2 separate regions of the Sus scrofa genome follow, and region 2 is linked to region 1. Evidence: chromatin contacts called from public HiChIP or PLAC-seq data. All regions are on one chromosome and are shown on one strand. The core of a region is the stretch at or near the end of the contact, and the rest is flanking DNA. Distances in the headings are between cores, read along the strand shown. Region 1 overlaps ADCK1. Region 2 has its middle 170 kb from the start of NRXN3.

What was found. HiChIP or PLAC-seq counts read pairs in DNA pulled down with a chosen protein or histone mark.
Region 2: an H3K27ac HiChIP or PLAC-seq map of alveolar macrophages shows a contact between it and region 1. The contact joins two enhancer-like sites. A contact is called at or near these places in 1 of 5 promoter capture datasets (liver), 12 of 47 Hi-C or Micro-C datasets (embryonic fibroblasts, epiblast stem cells, fetal heart ventricle and 6 more) and 1 of 2 datasets of contacts at active chromatin or transcription factors (alveolar macrophages).

What each region holds. Positions count from the first base shown.
Region 1 is chr7:100,836,495-100,840,712 of Sscrofa11.1, reverse strand. The region is part of intron 3 of ADCK1; the gene reads right to left. Among named protein-coding and RNA genes, the nearest start is that of ADCK1, 61 kb to the right of the region's middle. Within about 2 kb of position 2,077, at least 3 of the 83 cell types and tissues checked have an H3K27ac peak or open chromatin away from gene starts, as enhancers often do. A contact at or near this core is called in alveolar macrophages, where this site is marked.
Region 2 is chr7:100,957,955-100,962,172 of Sscrofa11.1, reverse strand. No RefSeq gene overlaps it. Among named protein-coding and RNA genes, the nearest start is that of NRXN3, 170 kb to the left of the region's middle. Within about 2 kb of position 1,687, at least 1 of the 83 cell types and tissues checked has an H3K27ac peak or open chromatin away from gene starts, as enhancers often do. A contact at or near this core is called in alveolar macrophages, where this site is marked.

The DNA.
Region 1 (4,218 bases), core at 828-3,327:
CCAATCAGTTGAAGGCCTGACTCAAATAAGACTGACCTCCCCGAGCAAGAGGGAATCCTGCCAGCAAATGGGTTTTCAGACTTGAACTGCAACATCAGCTTTTCTTGGGTCTCTAGCCTGATGGCCCACCCTGAAGATTTTGGACTTGCCAGCCTCCATAATTATATAGGCCAATTCCTTAAACTCAATCAATCGATCAATCATACTATGTATTTATTATATATAAGTACACACAAAAATCCTATTGGTTCTGTTTCTCTGGAACCCTGACTCCTAGGAGAATGAAACCCAGCCCTGGCAGAGCTGCCACCACCTGGAGGAAAGGATGCCCAGCTCAGGTGCTTTTCCTAGTTGTTACAAAGTCCTCTGCATGCCAGCAGAGGTCCTGTGGGCAGGTGTGGGGAAACAATGAGGGTCACCCCAGAGTTGGCCACTCACTCTCCACGCCCACCCACTCCCTCCCCTGGCCCCAAGGCCTCCACTCAAGCCCCTGCTCGTCTCTGCACTGAACCCACCCAGGGCTCCCACCACCAGGAAGCCTTGCCTAAGCGAGGAGCTCTCCTGCCTCACCTCCCTGCCTTCTGCTTTTGCTCCCGCTGGTCCTCTTGTCGACAGGGGCTTTTCTGCCACCCCCACCAAGCTTGAAAAATGAATGATGTTCTTGGGAGAAGAGCTTCTCTGTCTCTTTACTGAACTTTTGCTTACACTTTAAACATCACCCTGCCACCTGCACGTGCAGGTCCATGTGAAACAACAAAGCCTTCTCCCACCCGGATCACAATGGTTCTCGTCTGCAATCTCATGGTCACTCAGTCAGATGGTCCATCAGAACACCGAGCATTTGTCCCTGGGTGCTAGGGGGAGTTACAAAACAAGGTCACGTCTAGGTCCCCACCCCAAGGGAGCTCCACAAGCGAAGTCCCTACAAAGGTTTCAGGGCTCCACTCCGGCCCCTGACTTCATTTCTTTCAGTTGGTTTTTCACACAATTTCAGAGTTGGAAAGAATGTTGTCTGATACAATTATGTTCCAGGACAATACACAAAACTGGAACATTCACTGAAATATACAGGAAGGAGACTGGACATGTCTGTATGTGTGGGTGGAGGCAGTGAGTAGGGATGTGTGTGTGTCCATGACCAAAGAGAACTATCCTGGTGCAGCTGGCGGTTCTACCACCTCTTCCTCAGTCCCCCTACTCCCGAGCTCTCCACCCACCTCGAACCTCCCGCCTCCACCTTCCCTGCCTGTAAAGGTGACCTCCTTTCCCATGTCACTAGGAAAATCCAGCCCCACTCCAGCCGTCTTCTCTCAGGTCCCTCTCCAAGTCCTCCTCTGCCTTAGATTCACGTTAAGAACATTCAAAAGGCTCTTCATAATATGCCTCTGCCCCAACATTGCAAACCCAGCTCCACTATTCACCAGCTTGAACCCTGAATGGTCAACAAGACTATCCACCATGTACCCTCTGTGCTTTAGGCTTTCCAGGGCCTGCATCGTTGTTGTCCCATCTCATTGATCTGTAATTCCCTCCTCCAACCTCCACCTCTTCTAATCCCACCCATCTTTGAGAGCCTGGGCCAGATGCCACCTGCTTCAGAAAGCTTCCATCCACCCAAATATAACCTCTCTCTCTCACCCATTTTGGTTGCAGCCACAGCTTCCAGCTCTGTGCCTCTTTCACTAAACACCAGCTGCTTAGACAACAAAGAAAAGAAATGGAAAAACGAAGGAAAAGGTGTTGAACCACAGACGTGCACCTGCAGGGGGCCTCAGAGGACACCTACTCCAAACAGGGAAGGTGTAGCAATGGCCTGGTGGTCAATGTGAAGAACCCTGCCAGGTCCTCCAGCACTGAGCCAAGAGCTGGGGACCAGGGTGGGCCAAGCCTCATGGCCTAGGCTTGTTGCAATGGCTTGCATCCATTCAGGGTGCGGAGGTGTCATCCCAGGCTCCCTCCACAGCATGGACCTTGTCCAGGGGTAGAAAGAACCTGAGTCTCATCTAGCCGTCAGGGTGTCCCCCTGTAAGGAAGGGCCATGACTTCAACACCCCTCCCTGACTCTCAAGCTCAGGCGCCATCTGCTGGTCGGGACCAGCACTGCACCCACAACCCCAAGGGCAGTAAGGAGATCAAGGCTGAGACCATTCTCAACCCACTCCAGACACAAGCCACTTTGGGAGGCAGCAGAAATGACTCCACCTCCTAGAATTCTGACTTCTGACTGCTTCCCAGGACCTGTTCTTCACAACTTGAGACTAACATTCAAAATAAAAGGAAAAGAAAAAAAAAAAAAAAGGAGTTCCCTTTGTGGCTCAGAGGAAAGCAACCTGACTAGCATTCATGATGCAGGTTCCATCCCTGGCCTCGCTCAGTGGGTCGGGGATCCGGCGTTGCTGTGAGCTGTGGTGAAGGTCGTAGATGTGGCTTGGACCCCACATTGCTGTTGCTGTAGTTGTGGTGTACGGCCGGCAGATACAGCTCCAATTCGACCCCTAACCTGGAAAATTCCATATGCTGAAGGTGTGGCCCTAAAAAAAGAAAAAAAAATTAAAAATAGGGGAGGGGGAGGGAGTGGGATGGATTTATTGGAAGCTTGGGGCTAATAGATGTAAACTATTAGATTTGGACTGGATTAGCAATGAGATCCTGCTGTGCAGCACTGGGAACTACATCTGGTCACTTGTGATGGAGCCTGATAATGTGAGAGAAAAGAATGTATACATGTATGTGTAACTGGGTCACCATGCTGTACAGCAGAAAGTTGACAGAACACTGCAAACCAAGTATAACGGAAAAAAATAAAAATCATTATACAAACTAAAAAAAAAAAAAAAAAGAAAAAGAAATGGAAGAAAAGTTTCTTTCTGATAATACAAATAGAAACTTCCAAGGCACAGACATACAGACACACAGAAAAGTGATTTCCAAAGGGCTTCTGCCAAACAGAAGCTCTGCGACATAGGGAACAAAGCACTGGCCAGAAAATCAGAAGTTCTGAGGCCTCATCCCATCCCTCACGTGCCACTCCTCAGTTATGTGACCCCCTGCCTAGGCCAGTCCCTAACCAAGCTGGGACCCTTTCACTCGCCCTCACCTTACACTGATCGCACTGGCTATGCCACAGGGATCTGGACTAATCCAGGACTAAATGTAAAGCATGGGATCCAGAAGCGCTGCAACCTCACCCTCAACCCCCATGCTAGGGACACCCCCAGAGCCAGTCCTATCTGTCTGGGCATGGACCAGTCTGAGGATACTAGTGACCCTCCAAGGCCTCTGCTGATGCCCAAGAGGCATAGATGGGACCAATCAGAGCAAGCTGGAACACAATGGCCTGGAGCTCCCCTCCGGCCACCCCTCCCTGCTCAGGCTGAGATTTAGGGGCTGCTGCGTGGTCTTTGAGCCCTGGGTGACCTCAAAGCAATGGACTCGGACCTGGAAAGAAGACGATGATGCATGACAGACTCAGCTTCCTTTAGCCACCCTCCTGGACCCACGGACCTCGGGGCAGGCCTGGAGCCCAGGATAAGGAGGGCCACTCAAACATCTTCCTGGAGGAGGGCTGCCCCCGGAGAAGTGTCATGAGAGGGGCTGGAGGAGGAGGGAAGTGCAGCGTGAGTGACTTTCCCCGCCCTCACGCCCCCACACACACCTACCCTGCTTCCCACATGTCCCCTTTCCCCTCCCTCCACCCTCGAGCTGAGAAAGTGTGTCACCGGGAACAAATGCCATCTTCCCAGGAGGGAGGAGGAGGAGGGGAGAGGGAAGACTTTGACTGTATGCCTGTGGGGGCCGGGGTGAGAAACCAGAGGTTTCTGAGCTTCCCAGCTGTGAGGGACACCCCCTCTGAGCCCTGGCCTTGACATTAGCCTCCTTTTCTCAGAAGGCTTGAGACAAGCTGTGGGTCAGGAGCCACAGCCCACCATGCTCAGGACCACTTAGCTGGGGGGCCTAGAGAAGAGGCCTTGAAGATGCAGGCAGCATCTTCCAAGCCCAGAAATTCTCTGGCCAGCTGGATGGGCCACCATGGCTGCTGACTCCCCAAGCTTCCCATCTCGCTCCGCCTGCCTTAGAGGAAGTCCCTGACTTCTTCTTGCCTCCCGCTCCAGCTCTCCACAGACACGGGGGCCTCCAAGGGTTAATCTGCTGCCTTCCCTTCCTTGTCTCTGCCCCCACTGAGCTGCCACATGCCAGCAATGATGCACTTCGCACTGT
Region 2 (4,218 bases), core at 438-2,937, 120 kb before region 1:
AAGTAGGGTGTATACAATGTCCTTTTCTGTGACGGAGAAGACCAAGGGAGGAAAATATTCAGGGAGACAATTAAGAGGTCACTTTTATTTTTACATATGGCCCATTAATGCATGAGACCATGACATAATTCAACTCGGCAAATGCGTATTGACCTGTGTTGGTGCTCTTCCAATGGTACACACACAAGGAAGATGAGTTCCTTGTCCCCAAGGTGCTCACGGTCTGAGGGAGGGAAATCAAGCATGACACAATGTATAAAGTGCTGCATCTGGCCTGTGAGCATATTGCTGCTATATGTTGAAGAGGAAAGGGAGTGATTAATTGTGTCTGAGGAGACAGAGGCTTCTCAGAGGGAACATCAGCCTGTGCACTGATCACACCTATAGGAAAATACACTTCTGTGCAGTAACAAGGATAGAAAACGACTTCAAAGTAATAAAATGAATACATTTCTAGGTGCCTTGTATTTTTCCTTGTCTTGAGGGCATAATAAAAAAAGTCTTTCTTCCATTTAGGGGAACATAAAGGACTTAGATCAGAGTCCCTGCTGTGGTGCAGTGGGTTAAGAATCTGACTGCAGCAGCTTGGGTGGCTGCAGAGGTGCAGTTTCAACTCCTGGCCCGGCACAGTGGGTTAAAGGTTGCCGCAGCTGTGGTGTAGGTCGCAGCTGTGGCTTGGATTCAGTCCCTGGCTTGGGGAACTTCCATGTGCTGTGGGTACAGCCAAAAAAAAAAAACAAGGACTTAGATCAAGGAGTGAAGGAAGACTGTACGAGGCAGTCGGGATGGTTCTACATAGCTCTTCCTGCTTCGAAAAAACCATAGACTTGACTGAGTCACAGTTATGGGGGGAGGCTCTGGAGATAGACAGACTTAGCTTCTCTCAATGTTCCCAGACTTTGCCATGTATTAGCTATGAGACCTTGGCCAAGTGGATTAACCTCTCTCTTAGCCTCAGCTTCCTCATTGTGAAGTGGATATAATAATTTTTGTTGAAAGAATTAAATTAAATAATCTTGCAATGCTTCTAAAATGGGGACCAACAAATATGTTTTCTGAGTCTAAAGAATTTAGTAAAACTACATTTTTTAATGTATGAGTCCTCAATTGGATAAGAAGCATAAAATTCTACCATTAACATATTCCAGGGAGTTCCCATCATGGCATAGGGGAAACAAACCTGATTAGGAACCATGAGGTTGCGGATTCGATCCCTGGCCTTGCAGAGTGGGTTAAGGATCCGGCATTGCTGTGAGCTATGGTGTAGGTCACAGACGAGGCTAGGATCTGGTGTTGCTATGGCTGTGATGTAGGGCGGCAGCTACAGCTCTGATTGGACCCCTAGCCTGGGAACCTCCATACGCCGTGGGTGTGTGGCCCTAAAAAGCAAAAAAAAAAAAAAGGCAACATATTCCAGATTACCCGGTTGACCACCTCATAACTAAGTTCTGCTGGGAAAGTTCAGTATCAAAGTTTTTCATGCCACTTGTACAAGTGTTGGCACCAATGAATACTAGTGTAATGACCATAGGCTGGTAAAGAGAGAGAAACAGAGGCAGAGACACTTAATATATAAATGCTGCTTTGAGTTAAAAATGGGCCAGATTTTGCCACATCACTGTACAAGCGGAAGCTTCAGGGTGGCACAGTGGTTACATAGAGAAATTAGTGGGACAATGGAGTCATCCCCCAGCACGAGGAAGCAGTGATGTGACAGAGGAACCTGCCCCACAGTCATCCACTACAATGCACAGTATCAACAGCTATTTAGTTTCAACAAACATCGTCATTTGTCACATTAAATAAATGGTGTTGACTTAAGCTGTTTCATGTTGCACTTTTGTCTGCATTTAATTTATAAATTTCATTTTTTTGGTCTTTTTTTTTTTTTTTTTTGCAGGGGGCAGGGGGGGCCACACCCATGGCGAATGGAAGTTCCCAGGCTAGGGGTCTAATTGGAGCTGTAGCTGTGACCTACGCCACAGCTCACAGCAACGCTGGATCCCCAATCCACTGAGCAAGGTCAAGGATCAAACCCTCATCCTCATGGATACTAGTTGGGTTCATTCCTGCTGAGCCACAATGGGAACTCCTCGTTTTGTATTATTGTTCTTTAAACACTGTAAGCACAAGAAGCTGAGACCTAATTGTGTGTCAGTACATATTTAAGGAGCAAAACGATAAAAGTAAATCAACTCTAAAGTTCCATGAGAGAATACTTTTCCTTTAAAAGAAGGCTGTCCCAAACAAGCGATGTAGGGTGTTTAGCACAGGGTGTAGAAATGGTAAGTATTATTAAATCTGGAGGAGAATGCTGGAGTCCAGTTCCAGGTAAGAGGGAGTAAGTGCATTTTACCCTGCTTCTCCCATTGAATGAAGCTGTAAATCTTGGACAGAACACATGAAGCAGCTATTTGAGAACTCTCTAAAGTAAATAGTGTATTTACCCTTTTTTCCATCCAGTATCCACAGTCTGAACTCAGTGCAGCCCAAAACCCAGAAGGGGCATTGGAGCACAGAGAGTAAGTTCTGGGAAAAGCCTCTAGCTCTGGCTTGGGGATCAAGAAAGGGAACTCAAGATGCTCAGAAAAAGGGCAGAAAAACCCTATATTTTTTCTTTTTTCCCTCCATTCCCTCACACTCTAGCTCCTAAACAATCCTCTGGTAGCAAGAGAATCCCACAGGAACCAAAAGTCAGTCCTCTATGATTTGTGGAACTATGGTCTCAAAAGAATGGAGTGAACCTCCATTGATTTTTGCTCTCTTTCTACTCCTTGGACTTGACACGGGCACGCTTGTGAACGTGAGTGGCAAAACTGGGTAAATAAAATCCTAGATTTCTAACTGGAGAACAGAAAATCCCCAAAAGTCCAGAAAATAAAGATCTTGGAGAGGGAGGAGTTTAGGAAAGTGATGCCATCTAACTGGAGGACTTGCCTCCAAGCTGTGCCTGCATGGATCAGATCCCAATCAGCATACCAAAGACTTTGAGCAATGAGCTAATGTATAGAACACCCCCCTCCCCCAGCCAGGTCCCAGAGTAGCTACCATGTGGCACACACAGGAAAGAGTCAAGTAGCATACAAAGGATTTAAGAACCACCTTGACCTGGAAAGAGCCCACAGAAAGTGAGTTAGAACTTGCAGCCTAATTTACTCAAAAGAATTGAAAGCATATGCCCATAAAAAACTCGTACATAAATATTCTTGTAGCTTTATTTGTAATAGCCATAAACTGGAAACACTCAAATATCTATCCGCAGGTGAATAACAAATTGCTCTGGCTTATACTGGAATATTATTCAGCAATAAAAGTGAACTATTCACTCCGATAGTGAATGAGTCTCAAAAATAATTATTCTTAGAGAATGAAGCCAGAAGGGAAAAAGGATGAACTTCTTTGCATAACAGATACTGGCTCACAGACTTTGAAAAACTTATGGTTGCCAAAAGAGACAGGTTGGAGGTGGGGGGGTGGGCTGGGGGGTTGGGCTGGAAATGCTATAATATTGGGTTGTGATGATCATTGTACAACTATAAATGTAATAAAATTCGCTGAGTTAAAAAAAAAGAAAAAAGGAAGTACTTACATTTTATAGAAAATTCTAGAAAAATAAAGACTAAACTATAGTGACAACAAGCAGATCAATGGTTGTCAGGGTCTGGAGGAGCTGAAGGGAGGAATGACAGTGGGACACAAGTAAACTTTTGTGGTTTCACTATTTTCATTATGGTGACAGTTTAACAGGTATGTAAAAATGTCAAAATGTATTAAATTATACATTTTTAAAATGCACAATTTATTGTATGTCGATTACATCTTTAAAAAAAAAATGTTCCGGAGTTCCCGTCGTGGCGCAGTGGTTGACGAATCCGACTAGGAACCATGAGGTTGCGGGTTTGGTCCCTGCCCTCGCTCAGTGGGTTAACGATCCAGCGTTGCCGTGAGCTGTGGTGTAGGTCGCAGACGCGGCTTGGATCCCGCGTTGCTGTGGCTCTGGCGTAGGCCGGTGGCTATAGCTCTGATTGGACCCCTAGCCTGGGAACCTCCATATGCCGAGGGAGCGGCCCAAGAAATAGCAAAAAGACAAAAAAAAAAAAAAAAAAAAAAAAAAAAAACTGTTCCAAAAATTGTTTTAAGAAAAGAACTTACAGGAGTTGCCGTCATGGCTCAGCAGAAACAAATCTGACTGGCATCCATGAGGACGCAGATTCATCC